2 separate regions of the Mus musculus genome follow, and region 2 is linked to region 1. A link is a contact called in public HiChIP or PLAC-seq data. All regions are on one chromosome and are shown on one strand. Each heading gives the region's core, a stretch centred on a gene start, on an enhancer-like site or on the middle of the called end of the contact. The rest is flanking DNA. Distances are from core to core; before and after follow the strand shown.

Evidence for each region. HiChIP or PLAC-seq counts read pairs in DNA pulled down with a chosen protein or histone mark.
Region 2: an H3K27ac HiChIP or PLAC-seq map of the HPC-7 cell line shows a contact between it and region 1, with 6 times the contacts expected there. The contact joins two enhancer-like sites. A contact is called at or near these places in 2 of 39 promoter capture datasets (liver and stem cell-derived epiblast-like cells), 23 of 484 Hi-C or Micro-C datasets (B cells, the Ba/F3 cell line, DN3 thymocytes and 16 more), 29 of 115 datasets of contacts at active chromatin or transcription factors (the HPC-7 cell line, the SCID.adh cell line, SST interneurons and 20 more) and 2 of 9 other capture datasets (embryonic stem cells and pancreatic islet).

What each region holds. Positions count from the first base shown.
Region 1 is chr8:120,321,632-120,325,683 of GRCm38.p6, reverse strand. It overlaps a transcript of Gse1 not described here. Among named protein-coding and RNA genes, the nearest start is that of Gm32968, 4.0 kb to the left of the region's middle. Within about 2 kb of position 2,318, at least 127 of the 459 cell types and tissues checked have an H3K27ac peak or open chromatin away from gene starts, as enhancers often do. A contact at or near this core is called in the Ba/F3 cell line, the G1E-ER4 cell line and the HPC-7 cell line, where this site is marked.
Region 2 is chr8:120,478,030-120,482,081 of GRCm38.p6, reverse strand. It overlaps a transcript of Gse1 not described here. Among named protein-coding and RNA genes, the nearest start is that of Gm51556, 10 kb to the left of the region's middle. Within about 2 kb of position 2,186, at least 24 of the 459 cell types and tissues checked have an H3K27ac peak or open chromatin away from gene starts, as enhancers often do. A contact at or near this core is called in the Ba/F3 cell line, the G1E-ER4 cell line and the HPC-7 cell line, where this site is marked.

The DNA of each region.
Region 1 (4,052 bases), core at 1,069-3,568:
GGGCATGTGGCTGGTATCCTGTCCCTCCCTAAGTGTCTTCCTTCATCAGCAACAGCAGATGCAAGGGCTGAGACAGTTTGTGGCTTAATCAAGATAGGGAACTCTGGAGCCAGGAAGAACGGGTCCCCAGGCAGCTGAGTCTCTTGCAGATGCCCCAGAAGATAGAGATGGGCTGGCCCTCAAGGGAGCTGCCTGGGAGGTAAGAGGAGATACAGGCAGGAGCGAGTGCCAGCCGGAAGCTGAGGGTGGGACAGATGGCCAGCAAGCTCTCTGGTGGCTGAAGAGCCCTAGAGGCAATGTTAGCTAGGGGACTAGAGAAGGAAGGGGCTCATGTTGACACCACATGGACCTCATGTGTGTGTGCATGTGTGGGAGTGTGGCAAGCTGCAAGTGTCTCTGTCTCTCTTATAAACACACAGAGACAGAGAGAGACAGACAGAGAAAGAAACACACAGACAGAGGCAGAGGCAGAGACAGAGGCAGAGGCAGAGGCAGAGGCAGAGAGAGCGAGAGTGCTGAGACCAGCACAGTATTACATCTTAGATCCTCCTCCTATAGCTTGGGTCCCTTAGGCTCTCTGTCCCCCAGGTATGTGTGACTAAGGGTCCTGCAGGCTCCAGCTGCATAGTGACAGCTCAACTTGGACTGGAGGAAGTCAGAAGCCAGGCCTTGGTCTTGAGAGTTACCCAGATGCTTTCAGACACTGCCCTGTGGGGTTGCATCCCACCAACATGGCCTGATGGTGCAGCCCTCAGCTGGCCCCAGAATCCTTGCTTCCCTGTGTCCTCTGCCTGATGTCCCTCCTCCAGCTGTCCCTGAGTGACCAGAAGGGCAGGAAGACCTCTTGGAAAAGGGCAGGGTGCAGGAAGAGGAAGTGAGGTGGGGGCAGAATGACTCTGCTGGCTTCCTGGGGCAAGCGACATGAAAGGGCCCGTTGTCCAGGAGGGAGAAGGCCGAGGAGGCCTGGCTGCCACCCAGTGGTGCAGGCCAAGCTGGGATTTCCACCAGGGTGGTCTCTGGTCAGTAGCAGTCCTGCCCAACCAGTGGGCTAAGGATTAGGCAAGGTGCCTCAGGCTTTGTAGGAGGCTACACACCATAGTCAGTGAGCCCCAGGAGGGTCACACAGCCCCAGGGACACCCTGAAGCTTGCCTCCATGTAGGCCATAGAAGGACTTAGCCCATGAATTCAGTCTGCACAGGGGCAAACTAGGGACGATGGGGTTTTGCAGGGAGTAGGGCATCAGGGTAGCAGACTTGGGATAAGAACCACATTCTCATGAGTGTCTAGCCGCAGCAGCAGAGTCTGGGGATCTCTTTACCCACAGAACGGCCAGACCTTGCCTCATCCCTCCTGTAAGAGACCCCTGGGTTTGTCTCAGGCCTATAGAGCAGGTTGGGATGAGGTGCTGACTGTATGTACGTTCAGGTGACCCTGGGGCCACTGTGAGATCTGGTTTCAGGGAGCCCACTGCTTCACAGACTTGTGGACCCCACAGTCTAAGACCTGCTTCCTTTTTAGTCCTGGCACCTTGGGCATGCATACTGGCTTAGAGTCTTATGTGAGAGATGCCTTGCCCTAGACAGCGAGGGGACTGGAGGGTTCAGCTATGCCTGATCAGATGGCCAATGTGAACTGGAATCCACAAGATCTCCTGGGATACACTGACCACACTTCATGTCCTCAGGGTCTGGAAGGAGGGTCCCTTGCTGTCACCAAGCAAACAGGGAGTAGGTGGAATTGGGGAGACTTCTACCCACTGGCCTCCCGGCCCCCTGGCCAGCCTGCAGAGCCAAAGGCAGAATAGAAAGTATCGTGAGGAGTGAGAAGAGACAGGACCAGCCCCACTGAGTCTAACTGTACTTTCTGAAAGTCTCTCTGGGCTCCTACACTGGAGAACCCCCAAACTGAACAACCTGAACCTCTCAATCAGGAGAGACGAACAGAGTCCAGGCACCCTGGGAGAAAAGAAAGCAAACAAGGAGGAGTCAAAGATCAGGTCAGAACGAGGGTCTGGGGAGACAGTAGCGGTGATGGCTCTCACAGTGTGACACAGCTTTCTCTCAGGGCACACACACTAGCTGCTTGACCCCTGAGGACAGTTTCATCCCACAACCTCTGAGGGGGCTGTTGGCTGCTATTGCCATGTTGGAGACAGCGAAGTCCCCAGTCGTGACATCCATCCATCCATCCACCATCCATCTATCTATCACTGCTCCAGGAGAGCCCTCCGGGTTCCCCCTCTTATATGGTGGGTCAGCAAGGCATGGGCCTCGGGAGCAGCTGCGAGGCAGCCGGCAGGAGGCCAAACGCTGCAGAGCTTTGGAGCGCCAAGCCAGCAGGGACAGAGGGGCGGGTCAGGGGTGAGGCTGTGCTAAGTGGCTTATGCAGCTTGGGAGACGACTGACAGGCGGCTGGATTAACAAAGACGGGCTCTGTTCCCCGGCAGGTCATGTGGAAAGCTCGGCCGTGACCTCGTCACTTCTCCTTTTTAATTTTTTTGTAAGAAGAGATGTTTGTTCCTGAGCCCGGGGTGGGCGAGGGAGGGGTGGCTGCTACTCAGCCAGCTGTAGCCACATCAGCTGCCGGGCACAATGAACACACAATGGTGTGTCACCCAGCCCTAGAAGGCTCCCACCCCAGGCTGCCATCACAGGGCCGTCTGCCCGCCGATCTGCGCTACCACACATGACCCTGAGAGCCAGTGTGGTGTCTGCAGAGGGCTGCAGGGGGGACAGACCCTGACAGCAGGAGCTCACAGCGGCCAAAGGGGTGTCACAGACTCAGCAGACTGCAGTGTAGTTACATTGGCAAAATCCTGGCTTAATGTGCTTTTAAGTTCATCCCACCCGTTTATTTATATTTTGTTTGTTTTTGAGACAGGCTCTCAGGTAGTCCAAGTAGCCTGGAATTTGCTATGTAGTTGAGGATGACCTTGGAGCTCAGATCCTCCTGCTTCTACCTCCCCAGTGCTAGGACCACAGGCACGCACCACCATGCTCAGTTCCTGGGATGCTGGGGATCAGACCAAGAGCTTTGTGCGTGCCAGGTGAGCACACTGCCATCGCCCAGCTAATCCACAGTCTCCTTTCTACATTTGCAATGTAGCTAGCTAAAGGCTGGTGTGGAGCGTGTGCCCTGCATCAACCAAAAGGCTAAATGAGTGAATGAGTGGATGAATGAATGAATGAATGAATGAAACTATGTTATCTACTTGAATTTGCCCACCTGGCCACCATCACATCTTTAGAGCCTCACCAATCCACAGACACCCAGATCCATGGCTGGCCACACGAATATAGTCTCCTGACCTGTCCTGATCCCAGGCCGACTTTGAAATCATGTGAAGCTGTACTTGTGATCTGTCACCAAACAGAACCAGAGTGTACAACCACCACCACCACCATCACCACAGGCCCAAGAAAGCTGGGAAAAGCCTAAATCCCACCCCCCCCCCAGGGGCTTCACTTCCCCTGTGACCTCGCAGGCCTAGCTGCTGGCAGCCTTCTCCGCAGGTCATGAGGAGGGGGGGTTTCCGGGGGGGGGGGTGTAGCAGCAACATAGGATCCAAGAAGCCGGCCTTGATCTGGTGACTCCAGAATGGTCTCTGGTCTAAATCTTCTGCTTCAGACTAAGCGGAAGTAGACAGAGTTCAAGGGCATATTCGGACCAGACAGCCTTAGTGCTAAAAAAAAAAAAAAAACAAACCAAAAACACGTGGTCATCTGTATAAAAAGATTTTATTATGTACACAGCATTCTGCCTGCATGTGTGCCTGCAGCCCAGCAGAGGGCGCCAGATCTCATTACAGATGGTTGTGAGCCACCATGTGGTTGCTGGTAATTGAACTCAGCACCTCTGGAAGAGCAGCCAGCGCTCTTAACCTCTGAGCCATCTCTCCAGCAAGCCATAGTCATTTTTTTTTTAAAAATTGTATTTCTATATTTATTCATTCACCTACTCTTTCGTGTGATGTGTTTAGGTGTGCCTGTGCCACTGTGTACGTGTGAAGGTCAGAGGGTGAGATCCACCTTCCAGCTGGGCCCTGGGGATT
Region 2 (4,052 bases), core at 937-3,436, 160 kb before region 1:
GAAAGAGAATCACAGTGGCTAGTCTGTCACCTGACCCACATCCTTTCCTCCCACCTCACCTGCGTTTTGGGACTCAGTTTTATGCAAAGGAACAACATGTAAAGTCTCACTTGCCGTCCCAGGGCCTGGTGGGAGAGATGCTCAAGTGAAGCCTTGCTTGCTCATTCTGGGGGTTCGTGACCCCCCCAGATCCAGTACTGAAGATAGCACCCCCATTCAGCTCGTCCACGGTATCCAGAGTAGAGGACCTTGCCCCGCGCCTTCCCAGCTGTCCATCACACGGACACATGCTTACGGTCCGGTAACAAGCGTTCCCCGACATGAGACCTTTGTGATGAGCCCAACAGTGTGTCTGGCACAGCCCGGCCGTCTCCTTTGCTCCTCTCCTGGCTCTGGGTCACATACTTCAGCTCTAAGAAGACGGATGCTGTACACAGCATCCCAGGGAAGTAAACCTGTCCTTCCTCATTCCTCCCATTCCTCCCAAGAGAGGTGGAGGCCAGAGAAGTCAAATAGCCCTAAGTCACACAGCCCAGAAAAGGAAACCCACAGATTGGACCCCGGATAGAGTGACAGGTTCAGGGGGAGCCTCTTCCTCTCCCAGAGACTTGAGTTATAAAGTCTTTGTTTGTGTGTAGACGTGCCTGCCGTGGTATGTGCGGGAGGTCAGAGGACCGCTTGCCAGAGTTGGTTCCTTCCTCCCACAGTGCAGATCCTGGGGCTCTAAATCAGGTCGTCAGGTCTGGCGGCAAGCCCCTCTGCCCGCTGAGCCACTTTGCCGGCCCTGCTTGATTGTAACTGACTGTATGATTTACCTATGCAGTGTTGGGTCAGATCCCTGGACTCTGCAGGTCGGACTCTGTTCAGGCCTTGACTTTCTCCTTACTCTTGGAATCAGTTTTTTTCCCAAAAAAAAAACTTCTTGAGGCAGGGCTTACCTTACATCTTGGGCTAGCCTTGAACCCCAGCTCCTCCTGCCCAGGACTCTATGGCTGCAGCCACATTAGATACAATCTTGTTATTGTTGTATTTAGACAGGGTTTTAGTATGTAGTCCTAGCTGGTCTTGAACTTGGAAAGTTGCCTGACTCTATTTTGGTTTTTTCAAGATAGGGCCTCTCAGGTTGGCCTCCAGTTCCCTACGACCTGGGACTTGTGGTCCTTGTGCCCTGAGCTCTCAAAGGCTAGGATGACAGACGGGTGCCACCTTACCTGGTTTATGAAATACTATGGATGGCACGCTAAGCAAGCACTCTACCAATTGAGCCACACCCCAGCTCCCTTTTAAAGCCTGTCTTTAAAGCAACAACAACAAAAGAGACAACAAACAAAACCAACCAACCAAACAAACAAACAAAAAAATAGTTGGATAATGGCACACACCTTTAATCCCAGCACTCAGGAGGCAGCAGGTGGGTCTCTGAGGCCAATCTAGTCTACAGACTGAATTTTGGAACAGCCAAGGCCAGAGAAACTCTGTCTTCAAAACAAAAAGAGGAAGGAAGAAGAAGAGGAAGAGGAGGAGGAGGAGAAGAAGATGAAGAAGACGACGACGATGAAGAGGATGGAGGAGGAGGAAGAGAAGGAGGAGGAGGAAGAGGAAGTGGAAGAAGAAGAAGAAGAAGAAGAAGAAGAAGAAGAAGAAGAAGAACTACAACAACAACATCAACAACAAAAGTCAAGCCGGGCAGTGGTGGCCCATGCCTTTAATCCCAGGACTTGGGAGGCAGAGGCAGGCGGATTTCTGAGTTCGAGGCCAGCCTGGTCTACAGAGTGAGTTCCAGGACGGCCAGGGTTACACAGAGAAACCCTGTCTGGAAACAAACAAACAAACAAAAACAAAACAAAACAAAACAAAAAAAGTAAGAAAGAAGAAAAATAAAAAGAGGGCCTGAGGACACAGCTCAGTGGTATTTGCTTAGCAGGCACAAGGCCATACATTCAACCCCCAGTACTATACAATAAACAATCAACCAACCAAAAAACAATGCCACAGGAGGGAAAACCATTCAATCTTGGAAGGGTGTATATTGTCCCTATCCTCCCACCCTGGGGAGCTGGGTCTAACCTCTGGCCCAGACCTACCCTTGAGCAGGCTTGACAAGGCCATGCTTTGAGGAAGGCTCCCAAAGACAGGCTAAAGGGCTGAACTCCCATCAAGCAGCACGGGGACTGGCCAACCACAGGGCTTATCTCTGAAACCAGCCTCTCTCTGGCTGTCTCACATCTTGGACTCTATGGTCGCACCAGGACCCTTGCCAGTGGCCACAGGGCCTGTCTATCCTTAACTGGCCTTCCTGGTGCCTGAACGAACACAAGTGTCCTGGAAACATCCTGGGTCTAGATAGCCCCCCTGCACCATCCACTGGGTACCCTATGGCTTTCGGGTATCAAACGATAGCCTCAGTGTGACAGTCAAAATGTCTGTCCCCTGACATAGCCACCTTGGGGAACACAGTCCCAGGGTGGAACTGGAGTTGCCTGGGGCCTGGCCCACCTCCAGTCACTCTCTGGTCTCGGGGAGCATCTGCCCTCCTCTGGCCCCCGGAGGTACCAAGTTGGGGGCTCAGTCCTCCAGCACTACTGATTTTTCCATTTGGCTAAAACGGATAGCTTCCGGTGATAACATCTCAGGAGGTGGCCGGCTTCTGAGTACTCTGAGCTCCCAGAAGCCCGATCCAGGCCAGGTACTGGATCATGTGACGCGGACTGACAAGACAATGTCTTCAGCTGCTGGTCTTGAGTGCTAAGCCCATATCCACCTGGGCAAACGATCCCCGAATTGCCTCCGTGCTGTCTTCCCCACTAGGAGTAAGTCGCCAGGTGTCAGACACAGCTGGACAGCAAGAAGCAGCTGGGCCAAGGAACCCGGGTTCCAGCACCCTTCTGCCCCATCCCTACAACTGTGGCTCTGGCCTGCTTGGGCCTTCTGCCTCTTTCTGTAGGTCACTCGGACCAAATGATCAGAGGGCCTTCGAGTTTGGCGAGTCCATGCTTCAGAAACACAGGCATGCACGCCATCTGCGTATTCTGACATTTAAGAAGCAGACAGAAGAAGAGGGTTGGCCTTCCCTGTGTAGCTCACTTCTCCTTTGCTTGTGGGTCTCAGTGTGGGTTTCCCCACTCCCTGCACCCTGGCCCTGCTGCGTGAGGTGGCCGCTTCCCTGTACCTCGGCCCTGCCTTGTACACTAAAGGTGTTATAAAGCGGAAGCAGAAACAGAGGCAGCGGATGGAGTTACTGAGCAGACTCTGAACCTAGACGACATAGCAAGCAAGACCCTGTCTAAACAACAATGTAGCAGTTAAGAAAAGCTGGAAAGTTAGCCCTGCTAATAGAGCGCTTGCCTAGCGCGCATGTGAAGCCCGGGGCTCCATTTCTACTACAGAAACAGGCTGCAGATAGAGGTGCATACGTGTAATGCCGGAACTTGGGAGCTAGAGGAGGATTAGCAGCTCAGGGACATTCGTGGCTACCTACCGAGTTCAAGGCCAGCCTACGGAGGCCTGTTGGGGGAAAAATTCACCTGCAATTCCAGCACTCTGGAGGCTAATCATCAGATTACTGCCCTTTGAGACCATCTTTGACTACATGGTGAGTCCTAGGCTAGACCCTGTCTCAAGCAAACTCAAGCAAGGAAATAAAGAGTATGTAACTTAAAAAAGAACAATAATAAAAGGGCCTATGTCTTGCATTTTGAATTGCTTTTTGTTTGGTTCGTTGGTTGGTTGGTTGGCTGGCTGTTTTTTTAATTCCTCAAGGACTAGAGGGATGGCTCAGCAGCTAAGGGTTCTTCTGGGGGCCATGAGTTCAGTTCCCAGCACCCAGGGTGGGTGGCTCACAGCTGTGTATAACTCCAGTTCCAAGGGGTCTGATGCTCTTCTGGTCTCTGAGGGTTCTGACTCCGGCGCACATACCCACCTTAAACAGATATACATATAATTTGTTTGTTTGAGACAGGGTCTCACTATGTAGCTCTGGCTGTCCTGAAACTCACCATGCAGACCAGGCTAGTCTTGAACTCACAGAGGTCCACCAGTCTCTGTCACCTGAG